Linked DNA regions of Sus scrofa: region 1 is linked to region 2. Evidence: chromatin contacts called from public HiChIP or PLAC-seq data. All regions are on one chromosome and are shown on one strand. The core of a region is the stretch at or near the end of the contact, and the rest is flanking DNA. Distances in the headings are between cores, read along the strand shown. Region 1 holds the start of GTF2A2 (transcription initiation factor IIA subunit 2). Region 2 holds the start of ANXA2 (annexin A2).

What was found. HiChIP or PLAC-seq counts read pairs in DNA pulled down with a chosen protein or histone mark.
Region 1: a contact with region 2 is called in an H3K27ac HiChIP or PLAC-seq map of alveolar macrophages, with 7 times the contacts expected there. The contact joins the promoter of GTF2A2 here to the promoter of ANXA2 in region 2. A contact is called at or near these places in 1 of 5 promoter capture datasets (liver) and 1 of 2 datasets of contacts at active chromatin or transcription factors (alveolar macrophages).

The regions. Positions count from the first base shown.
Region 1 is chr1:112,366,944-112,373,303 of Sscrofa11.1, reverse strand. It overlaps GTF2A2 (transcription initiation factor IIA subunit 2), which reads right to left and starts at 2,028. Exons shown (of 5, transcript XM_003121470.4): 1 at 1,873-2,028. It overlaps BNIP2 (BCL2/adenovirus E1B 19 kDa protein-interacting protein 2), which reads right to left. Exons shown (of 14, transcript XM_003121469.4): 14 at 2,900-6,360.
Region 2 is chr1:111,585,019-111,591,044 of Sscrofa11.1, reverse strand. ANXA2 (annexin A2) reads right to left here and starts at 1,821. Exons shown (of 13, transcript NM_001005726.1): 1 at 1,779-1,821. It overlaps LOC106508978 (a long non-coding RNA gene), which reads right to left. Exons shown (of 3, transcript XR_001306165.2): 3 at 5,038-5,359.

The sequences.
Region 1 (6,360 bases), core at 779-3,278, 780 kb before region 2:
TTGATAATACATGTATTTGTATATAGATCTATGCTAAAAATACATAATCTATAAGTTAAATATTAAACTGATCAAAGGACAAATGAACTGTAATTCTGAGAACAATGAATGTATCCAAATACAGTAAAGAGTTTCAAAACAATATATAGTTATAAAGGAAAAGACAACCTACAGAATGGGAGAAAATATTTGCACATCATGTATCTTATAAGGGGTTAATATCCAAAATATATAAAGCACTCACACGACCCAACAGCAAAAAGCCAAAAAACCTGGATTAAAAAATTGACAAGGGATCAGAATAGAAATTTTCCCAGAGAAGATATACAGATGGCCAACAAGTAGATGAGAAGATGTTAATCATCAGGGAAATGCAAATCAAAAACCGTAACAGGATATCACCTCACACCCATTTGAATAACTATTATCAAAAAGACAAGAAATAACAAGTATTGGTGAGGATGTGGAGAAAAGAGAATCATTATACACCGTAGGTGGGAATGTAAATTGGTGCAGCCAATATGGAAAACAGTATATAGGTTCCTCAAAAAATTAAAAATAGAATTATCATAAAATCCAACAATTCTACTTTTGCTATTGGCATAGGTCGGCAGCTCCAATTCACTCTTAGCCTGGGAACTTCTATAGGCCACCGGTGTGGCCCCAAAGAGAAGAAGAAAAAAAAGAGAAAATACTAATTCAAAACACTATAAGAAAGATAAATGCACCCAAGGTATGTAAACAATCTAATTGTCTATCAATCGATGAACGGTTAAATATGTGGCATATACATATATGCAACAGAATATTACTCAGACATTTTAAAAAATGAAATCTTGCCATTTGGGACGATACGGATGGACTTTGAGGGCATTTGGCCATGTGAAATCAAAGAGACAAATACCACACGATCTCATTTAAATGTGGAAATTAAAAAAAAGAAAACAAAATTAAGCTTGAAGATAAAGAGACTGAGGTTAGGCAAAAGATGGTTGAAACTGCAAGCTTCCAATTATAAATTAATGGCAGTCATGAGGATGGAATGTACCATATGGCCGCTAGAGTTGAAGACACTGTATTGCAAATTTGAAAGTTGCTAAGAGAGGAGATCTTAAAAGTCCTCATAAGAAAAAAGTTATTTGCAACTGTGTCTGGGTACGGATGTTAACTACACTTAATCTCTAATACTTTCCTAGTGTGTGCAAATATTTAATCATTATGTTGTATACCCAAATTTAATGTAGTTTTATGTCAATTACACCTCAATAAAAATAATTTTATAAATACCTCATTAAAAGTCAACATTACTTGCTTTAATGATCGTGGATTCCTAAAAATTCCTTGTGAAATGTTCAATTCTCTTAAACGTGGTATGAGCCACATACATGTAGTACTACCCCATTTTGCAGTTTAGAAAATTCAATTAGAAGGCTCCATATTCGGAAGTAACCCCATAGTCCTACTCTTTTTTGAGCAGACCATCCAGTTTTAACGCATTCTGTGTATAACTTCACATGAGGTTGGCAGGCAGACTTCAGGCAAGCAAAGAAACACAAGAATGAGACATTTAAGGAATGCGCTCCCCCAACATTCGGAGGAAAAACAGTACCCCAGAAACTTTAAGACATTCACCTGGCTAAACATATGGTGCTTGGATGAGGACCTCCCCCAGGTCCGTTCAGTGGAAACCGGGTGGACAAGCCTCCCGGCCGCCTCCCTGCCCTTCCCATCCCGGGAACCGCCGCGGGGCCATCCCGGCAGCCAAGTGGGTAACGGGCGGACCCGAGGCCGAAAAGGCCCTCGCAAAAAACCCAACGAACGCAATCCCTGCTCTGGAGGGTGGCAGGGAGAGCAGGCCGGCTCCCCCAGTACCTGTGGAAAAGGCGCTTCCCGCCGCGGTGAGGAGTGAAGCGGTGCGGCCAGAGACCCAGCGGGAGGTGCCACTACCCGACCACCTCTCGGGCCGCCTCAAACACCGCAGAGCTGAGCTGACGACCCGGAAGCGCTCGCAAAACCTGGAAGTGACACCACGCCGGTGGGCCGGGAAGCCCCGCCCACCCCTGCTCCCACCCGCCACTCCAGCCTTTCAAGAGGGCGGGGATGTGGAGAAGGGAGGGGCGTGGCGCCGCAGTTTTCAAGCCCGAGGCGGCACCACAGTGATCCAGCAGGTTCACTAAATGATCATGAAAACTGTAATTTTAGAGACTACTCTTCTCCACTGTTAGACGCACAATTAGAAAAGGTCACATTTTATGCCTGAAATGTGTTCAGCTTAATACTATTGAAGACCCTAAATTGAAGACAAATTCTGAAACGATTATAGTAGATATCTAATTCAAAACAGGGAGACAACCCATTTAACCCAGCAAAAGGGTATAGTTTGTGAATCATACAGAATTTTAACTCGGGGGAATTTGTATTTAAAATTTGCGCTTAATGCAAGACAAATACTTTAATATTTATTTCGCATTTATGTAATCCCAAATGGTATCCTGTGTATTAAAGGCAGCAGTAATATGCACAGCTGTTTGGTGTTAAGCAGCTGAACAATGATTATGGAGTAAATGTAAAACAAGTGCCACCAACTGGAACCGCTGAGGAGACCCATAAAGTAAACAGATTATTTATGCCATGTTTTCAGCCACTTAATTGAACTGATTTTATTGTTGCATATCCCATAACTAAAGTAATTCTGAACTATGAAATACAAAATGTGATAGTTAAGATAATGTTTAAAATTCAAACAGGATGAACTCTTCACTCTCTTGAATAGGAAGCAGCACCCAAACTACAGAAACAAGAGTAAAAGAAGTCTAAAACTATTCGAAAAGCTTTAGATAAACTTTGTAAAAATTCAGTAGTATAACAGAAGATAGAAAAATGTGATGAGTCAAAAGCAAACTTTTAAATGAATTTATTTAAATTAATTAATGTTGCAAAAACACGATGTGCTATAAATCAGGACACAAGTTACTATATTCCTAACAAGTCAAGGAAAAAGAAAATATTACATCCTCCTAGTACATCAAGACCACAACTGTAGTATTTCTTACAGGGACCGCATCCACATCTTGTACAGTCTTCAGAACTCAATTTCTCACACAGTAAAAGGAGAGCACTAGGCCAGGGAACATCATCTGAAAAGTGGTAAAATAACCACAGTACACTGTCTAAATGGCAGCATGTAAACCTGTAAGAAAAATGTTCAAATCCTTGAAAACGGTATGAATGTACATTAGTGTCTAACAAACTGAGTTGTGTCCCATGTGAATTATGCCCCAAGGGTTGTACAAGTCAGTGGCCTTAAGACCACAAATATTTACTAGGTATTTTATGTATATTAACCATTTAAGGGGCATAACTTCAGAAAATTCAAATACAAAAAGTGCTGTTGAAAAAAAAAAAAAAAAAAAAAAGAGTTCCCGTCCTGGCTCATTGGAAACAAATCTAACTAGCATCCATGAGGACACAGGTTCGATCCCTGGCCTTGATCAGTGGGTTAAGGATCCGTGAGCTGTGGTGTGGGTTGCAGATGCTGCCCCGAGTTGCTATAGCTGTGGTGTAGGCCAAGGCCAGCAGCTACAGCTACGATTTGACCCCTAGCCTGGGAACCTCCATATGCCGCTGGTGCAGCCATAAAGAGAAAAGGAAAAAAAAAAAAAAAAAAAAAAAAAGTGCAGTGGAGTAGGTAATATTATTTTCCAAGTTTCTACTTAGCTACACTGAATGTGAAAACGCACAAAAATTTCAAAATGCAAATATTTTATCCTCTTGTAGAGTGTCTTGTAAAATAGAATTAGATAGCTATCTGAAACATAATTGTGAGTAACATGAAAGCATTAGACCGTTGATTTCGGTTGATTTCGTTTTGGTCTTCGAGGTGTTAAGTGATTTACGTAAACTTTTCATAGCCTTTTAAAAGTAGTTCTCAGAACACAAAAAATTAAGTAGATCATATACAGTTGCAATAAAGTAACAGTTCTATCCAAATTTTAGTGTCACTCCTTGCTATTCAACAAAGTACCTAATTTTCTTTTTTTTTTTTTTTTTTTTTTTGTCTTTTTGCCTTTTCTAGGGCCACTCTCATGGCATATGGAGGTTCCCAGGCTAGGGATCTAATTAGAGCTGTAGCCGCTGGCCTACGCCAGAGCCTCAGCAACACAGGATCTGAGCCACGTCTGCGACCTACCCCACAGCTCATGGCAACGCCTGATCCTTAACCCACTGAGCAAGACCAGGGATCGAACCTGCAACCTCATGGTTCCTAGTCAGATTCATTAACCACTGATCCAGGACGGGAACTCCCACATTACCTAATTTTCAACTATCATTTCAGTGACCATTAACTTCAAAGGAAAGTTAACATTGCTGGGACTTACAATTGATCTGATTCTAATGCATTCAGAATCTTGGGGTGGGGGGTAGAGGTGAAAGGCTCTCCAAGTAATTCTTCTTTACTATTAGAACACTAAGTTGATAATCACCCACTTCCCTTAACAGCTGACCTTCTCATTCAAGTCAAAGTCCTTAACTCTTTTTACATAGTCCCTATTCCCCTGACAAGGTTAACCTTTAAGTACATTAATTCCTCTATCTCTCCCATCCTTCTGAGATTTGTGATCCACTTCTCAAATATTTATATAGAATGAAAAAAATAGGCATGAAAACAAAACAGAATGGAGTAGCCATATCTACCTATTTTCAGTCTATCTCCTCTTGCTTCTGATTGAGCCAGTTAGCAATTTTCCATATACAACATGGGAAGAAGGATGATGCTACTGCCCATTTCAGGAAACTGGACTATTCTACTTGATACATCCTAATGCTAACTAATCTATCAATTGAAGAAACCTAGAGAAAGTCACTTCTGTATTTAAATACTTTCAAATTCCCTGAGCACTCACATAATAGCCAAAGAGTAATGCTATAAAGTCATTCATAAGAAGTCTCTTACCAAAAAGCAGATTCCTTACCTTTTAATTTCATTTTATTTTTGTCTGGGCACCCACAGCTTGTGGTAATTCCCAGTCCAGGGATCAAATTCACACCACAGCAGCATCCAGAGTCATAGCAATGACAATGCCAGATCCTTAGCCCACTGAGCAACCAGGGAACTCTGATTCTTTACCTTTTTAAATTCTGGAATTGCAGCTGAAGAAAGTCTAGCTACCTATATATAACTATCAATCAGCATATTTCAGTATTCAGTATAGTTACTAAACAGTGATATCCATTTTGGAACAATAAATTAATGTTTACAGACCATGAAGTGTGAAAAGTAGCCTGGCCCTAAACTTTAATCTAAATCACCATAATTGCTGACCCTCCCTGTTTAAACTTGCTTCTGTATCAAGAGACAAAGCAGAGGAAAATATGCATTCTCATTACAGATTACCAGCCTTTGCCCCTTTCACTCCACAGTGCCCTTATTAACATATTCTGTGTGAGGCTTGCAGGTTTTCCTGCCTGATACAGGAAATGGTACCAACAGCTAGCATATACAGCACTTCCCTTAACAAGGACACATTCAGTGGCATATTAGACAACAGCACTCTAACCCTTTATAGTTTTCTTTCTCTTACCTCCTTGTTTTGTAATCTTTTCCAGCTACCCTGCTAGGTCCCACTTAAAACCATACTTCTTTACACACATCCCCATCCCCAGTTAAAGACTACTGAGCTTAAACTTTGGGATCAATATAGTGTCTTCCTTTGGTGCTAATAAGGAATATGACCAAGCAGAACACAATCCAATTACTTTATATGAGAAACTCTTGAGTAAAAAGAAGCACTCCAAAGCCTAAAGACACACACAAAATATTCTGGTAGAAACATCAAATTAAACAAGTTAGGTCCATGACCTGTGCAGAAGATAAAATAACACAATTATATGTACTTTCATCTCAATCAGTAATGGAAAATTAAAATTGAATGATACGGGGAGAATGTCACATAGCTACTAATTACAAATAACAAACTTAATAAATGCTTTTCCTCTAACCTATTTATGATCTTAAATCCCAACGTTACAGGGTATGTCCCTATACCAGATTCCATTAATGTGTAGGTTAGAACAGATGGCCTTTTAAACCTAGTAATTCATAGCACATCCCTTTGGTTATATCCTAAATGCTATCACTGAGCCCTCTAAATTTTAATGTTCTAAAGGAACAAGGCTTGCAGAAGCAACCAAGTCAATAAACAGTAGTGTAGAAACTGAAGAATTGGGTAATTAATGTGGAGGAAAGCCACCCATTTAAAAAGGTCAGCCCAGTTTGAGTGAGATACAAATTTATAGATGAAAGACTACTTAAAGTGCTCTACGAATACAGACTCTAATCACAATTAAATTCAGTATGAT
Region 2 (6,026 bases), core at 572-3,071:
CCTCATCTAAAATCTCCCTTCACATTGTCTATTATGTGGCTCCTTAATTCCATAGCCTCAAATCCTATAAATTACAGATGTTTATGTTTAAAAAGTTTTGTTTTTTTTTAAATAATACAACTCCCCTAGGATGCTGGGCATTTTAGGACCACCAGCCATTCCTAGTATTGAATATTAATGAATATGGATTCAATCTGCTAGTCTCTAGCTAGATATACAAGGAGGGGAATGCAGAACTGGATAAGCAGGGATGGGCTTTTGCCATTTGGCAGGGGCGTGGGTCTTCAAAGAATCAGGAGGAAGAGAGACAAAAGTGGGGAGGGTGACAAAGATATAATTTTACAATTAAAATAATTTAATAAGGGTCAAGCTTAAAATGAAGAAAAAGTTCCAGTGAAATGTTTCAGTGATTTATTCTTTTTATCTCCATATCCTCCCTAACCTACCCTTTCACTTTCCCTTCGCTCCCCAACAGCCCACCTCCCAAATTCCACATATATTATCAGTATTTTTGATTCAGTGCACACAGGGTCTCTGGGCTAGTCTGACAAATTAAGCGCCTTCCATAACATTGCTTCAGTGGGAAAGTGAAATCGGCATCCCAAATAACCAAGTTCCAGACAAGCACAGTTAGGCACACTTTTGGATAGAACCCACTAGTAGAGTTCTCTGAGTGTCGGGGAACAGAATCCTGGACTCCAGAACACTATGGTTCTTGGTAAAGACCCAATACGTACCCATGAGGTTACTGCTCTTCTGTACACAGATGGAGAATACCTTTAAATAACTTTAAAATGGCAAATCTTAACACAAAAATAAGGACACTTTGTGTTGTATGGCACCTAATGTTTTCAGTGTGCTTTACATATTTATTTTTGAATGAACGTGTTTTTTGAAATCTTCATGACAACCCTATGAGGAAGGTAGGAATTGGCGTCCTCACAGAACTCCCAAGCAGCGGCCTGAGGGGCCACGCCCTTTTCTGTACCTTCCGTCCCTGACTCACTGCTGCATCAGTGCAAGTCAGTCAGTGACAACCCTCCCCACAGAACCCCGGGGTTGGGGGACACTTCCTTCCCGATGCAAAAGTGGTCAACCAAGTAGGGAAGGATACACGGAAATCAGAAGTTGCTCTTACAAGATAATCTAGACAAAGGAGAATGAGGTTTCTTCATTCTGTTTTGTTTGACTGGAGCAGGGGGCCGCTGCTAACAGCTCCCACCCCTTATCCTCCCCTCACTGCTTCCCTTCTACTAGTCGGCACAAGTTCCATAAATGCGCCTCTGTTTCAAGTAAAGTAACTTGGAACAGGTGGGGATTTCTTTCTAGAGGGTCGTGTAACGCGTGGAGGGTGCCGTAAGTCTGCTCTCCACCAGACCCGGGGCTCCAGGGCGGCCACACCCTGCCCCCCGCCGCGTCTGGCCCGTCTGGAATGCGGGGCCTCCCCCCGCCCCCCGCCCCCCGCTCCTCTCTCGGCGCCACTTCTCCGGGCTTCCTGCGAGCACTTCGGGGATGGGATGCCCAACCCCCTTCTTCTGCCCTGCACTCCCCAGGCTGGGGCGCACCTGGCCCCCCCTCACTCCAGTCCAGATCCCCACTATGCCCCCTCCCCAGAGAGCCCCTGGTGCGGACGGACTCTCCAGCCCTCTCCCCAGACAGCCTCGGGGTCCCCACCACTGGAGCTTCTCTTTGCAAGGCCGTCTCCTTCCCCGCCTCTCTGCGCCCCGCTAGCGCGGTGGCCCCAGGGCCATAGCGGGCGGACGAGGCGCCCCGCTTACCTGGGCCAGGCGCCGAGCGCTGCGAGCGTCCCCAGATGCAGAGCGGAGCTGCCTGACCTGGGTGGGGCTTTTATAGCCACCACATCCTCCCCGCCGAGGCCCGCCTCGCCCCGCCCCGCCCCGCCTTCCCCTGCCCTGGCCCATTCGCACCCGGAGTCGGGAGTCGGGGTGACTCACCCTACCCAGCCCGCCCGCCGCCGCCCGCAGGGTCCGCCTCGCCCTGTAACGTTCCCCGGGCCGCGCCAGTGGGAGCGGCCCCGCGCCCACGGCGCTGCCCTCCGGTAAAGCGCCGCCGAGGCTTCCTTGAGGCCCAGTACCGGCTTCGTTTCTTCCTCCCTTCCTCTTTTACTTCTGGAGCGCCACGTCGAGTTCTCAGCCCCGGCTCAATTTATAAATTGGCAAGACTTGAGCCGACTCTGAGCTTGGCTATGTCACTTTTTTTTAAGGCGTCAATGCAATGGAAGGAAGAATTGTGCCAAGAAACATAAATCGTGATTCCCCCGAGCTGAGCCGTTGGCATTCAGCTCCCGGTTACCGACAGCACACATATTAGCTTAACCTCTGACCGACAGTTCCTGGGAGGAGCGCGCGGAGGCGCGGCGGGTGGGGGTGGGGGGGGACGGTCCACACGGTCCCGGCGGGCAAACGATTGGTCCGCCCCCGCCTCCGAGCGCGCTGCGAGGCGTGGAACTACGGTGGGAGCTGGGTGGCGCGTTAGGGGGCCCAGACCCGGAGCCAAGTTCTTACCCACCACCCCCCCGCCCCGCCGGGGAGGCGCCCTTTGCCTGAGCGCGCCCTTCGTTTCCCTCCACGCTTCCCGGGACCGTTCAGCCTCCCGTGTGGAGCAGCTCTGCTCTGCGAGTCCTCGTGGCAGGCAGCCTTGGACTGGGTGGGGCCGATGGTTTAGAACCTCGAGTTCCAACAAAGAAGTTTCCTCCCTTCCTTCTTTCCGAACTGCCATTTTTTTGTTTGGTTTGATTTTGTTTCCCTCTCAGCCTCTCAGTAAGCTCCCTGGTTTTGTTCAGTTTCTCATTTTCTTCCATGCTCTTTCCACGAACTGCAGCGGCAACATGCAGACAAACATGGTTTTGTGTATGACTGCGTAAACACTGTATTCAAACCTCAAACTAGAGGGAAAGTTATGCTAAGAATCCAAAAGATCGCCCTTGGCTCCTTTTAATTCCTTTCATACACCTCACGTAGCTCTCTGCTGGTCTTGATGCTTCTGTGTTTTAATTTTCCACCTATGTTACCGTCCATTTTTACTCTTCAGTATCATTTCACTCCTGGGAATCAGAAAATGGTAAGGCCAAGACATCGTTCCCAAGCTCAAAGTCAAATCCAGACCATAAACGGGGCCTCTGGACACTCAACTCAGAGCTCACCCAACCCATTTCTTTCACTCAGAATGAAACACGATTGGCACTGTCAGAAGGACAAATAGAAAAGAAAGCAACTCTGTTCATACAATTTCTGATTTACATTCAGAGCTATTCAATTTAGACTGAAAACTTTTAAGCCAGAAATTGTGTTTTTCTGCCTACTCCCTGAACGTTTTGGAACAGAAGGCGAACACAGGATGATAATAATGGTGGACAAGATTCTGACTCTCTTTCTCTTCTCAGGGCTGATTGCACAGCCTCTGACTCCTAGTTGTGCTGTTATAGGCCCTCTACAGAAGATAAGATTTAATTCAAATCCTGTGGACTACCTAAAAGCCAAGTATCCAAAAGAATGCTTTTGCTTATCTAGGGCATCCAGCAAATCCAAACATACAGATCTGTTCAATAGTCAGAGTTTGCTTTATGCTACAGAATGTCACACTGTTGTTATCAGAAAAATGAAGCTGTTAGAAGTCACAGTTTGCTATTTATGAGCAATGTGGGGCCAGTTCTGCCTCTATAAAAGAAGTTTTGAATGGCTGAGTGCAAAGATCCTTTTTCCTTTCTTGTTTTTCCCCCCATGGCTGGGAGAATGTTTACTACAACAGATCTCAGATTATGTCTGCTATAGTGCATGGTCTCCTCTAAAGCCTTAACTTTATTTTGTTCACACTTTATCTGCTGCACTCACTACTAATAGTGCCTAGCTAGCAGGCATAGGCACTTACTAAAAACTACAGAATAACAGAATGGAATTATTCACCCAAAAATAGCATGTTAGAGTAGAGAGGGACCTTAAGACACTAACTTGGAGTTCCCTGGTGGCTCAGCAGGTTAAAGACCCAGCATTGTCACTGTTGTGGCTCGGGTCACTGCTGTGGCATGGGTTTGATCCCTGGCCTGGAACTTCCACATGCTGAAAGAGTGGCTAAATAAATAAATAAATCTGCTCCAGTAACAGCCAATTAAATTGCTAAAGCCAATTAAAAAAAAAAAAAAAAGACACTACTTTGTCCAATCCTTGATTAGTATAGATGAATAAACTGGAGCCCAAATAATGTCTCCTACCTAGTCCAGAGATTAAACAGTGCACTCAAGTTGCTTATCGCAGTCCCACCAATTATCACCAAAACTGAGTGGTTCAAACATAAACAACCATTTATTTGCTCATGGTTTTGTAATTTGGACAGGACTCAGAACAGCTTGTCTCTACTCCGTGATGTTGGGTGGGGCAGCTCAGCTGAAGTGGTACGATGGAAAGGAATTTCACTCACTGGGCTGGTGCCTCCACTGGGGTTGCTGGAATGGCTGAGAGCAGGCTGGGTCTCTCTGTCCCTTGGACACTCATCTGCCAGGTTTTCCTCTTTACATCAGATAGTAATGGCAGGTGGCTCTCAAGAAACAAAAGCTAAAGTTGCCAGGTCTCTTAGCATGTGGGCTTATGCAACAACAGCCTGGATTGGTTTTATGGGCCCTAGTTTGCCAATTCTTGTTTTAATGCATCATCTCATCAGTTTTTGGCTTTGCTTCTCCCCACTCTTGACTCCACTCTCTGAGATGGCTTTCCTTAAGGAATGGTCCATATTTGTAGTTAAGTAGTTTTCTCAATCTCTTTCATGCCAGTAGAAACTCAAATGTCCAGAAATGTCTTTTCATTTTGAACTGGCAACCTGACAGCTCATTCATTCATACAATTATCCTTAAGATTTTGTAGGATTTTGGAGTTACCATCATGGCGCAGCGGAAACGAATCCAACTACGAACCAGAAGGTTGTGGGTTCAATCCCTGGCCTTGAACAGTGGGTTAAGGATCTGGTGTTGCCATGAGCTGTGGTGTAGATGGAAGACGTGGCTCGGATCCTGCATTGCTGTGGCTGTGGCCCAAATCAACCCCTAGCCTGGGAACCTCCATATAACACGGGTGTAGCTGAAAAAAGAAAAAAACATTTTATAGGTTTTCTATAAATCTTACTGAGGTTCATTTCGTGCTCTAAAATTTATATCCAATTTTCTCAAAAACTTTTGGATTTCTATAAATCTTAATGAGGCTAACTCCATGCTCCAAAATTCACATTGATTATTCTTTTTAAAAACAGAACTCTCTTTTTACTTTGGGCTTGTCAGGTTGGAACAAGACACTTAAGTTTTGTAGAAGCCCTGAGATGGTCTTCAAATTACCACATTAAATCTTTCCAGATCCTAAAAAAAAAAAAAAAAAAAAAAAAGATTTTACAGCCACATGTGATTACATCTTTATCCTAAGGCCATTTCTTACTTTGCACATCTTTCACTGGCTACAATGCTGCTTGCAAACCAAACAGATCTTTATTTAACGAATTTTTTGTCTTCATGTACTTTTTTTTTCTTTTTACTGCCACACCCTTGGCATATGGAAGTTCCTGGGCTAGGGGTCAAATCAGAGCCACAGCTGCAGGCCTACGCTACAGCCACAGCATAGGCCAGTGGCTATAGCTCTAATTCAATCCCTAGCCTGGGAATCTTCATATGATGCAGCCTTAAAAATACAAAAACAGTTATAAGTGATATCATATGGTATTTGTCTTTGTCTTTCTGGCAACAAACAAACAAAAACCAAAAAAACCATAAAGGGAGGGACATATGTTTTCTGTGAGCAGAAGGAATTGTTGGCAATCACCTTTGCAGACAATCTACCACTATCCTTAAACTAGTAAGTGGCAGAACTGAGGCTAGAAGGTAATTGTCTGCCTTTCAATCTACTGCTTTTTCCATTATAGCTTATCTCTCACATAGCACCACTGCTTCAGTGAGACAAGCTATCTCCAGGTCCTCTACATTAGATGGTTTAGACTCTCACTAACCATAAAACTGCTATCACCTTCAGCCT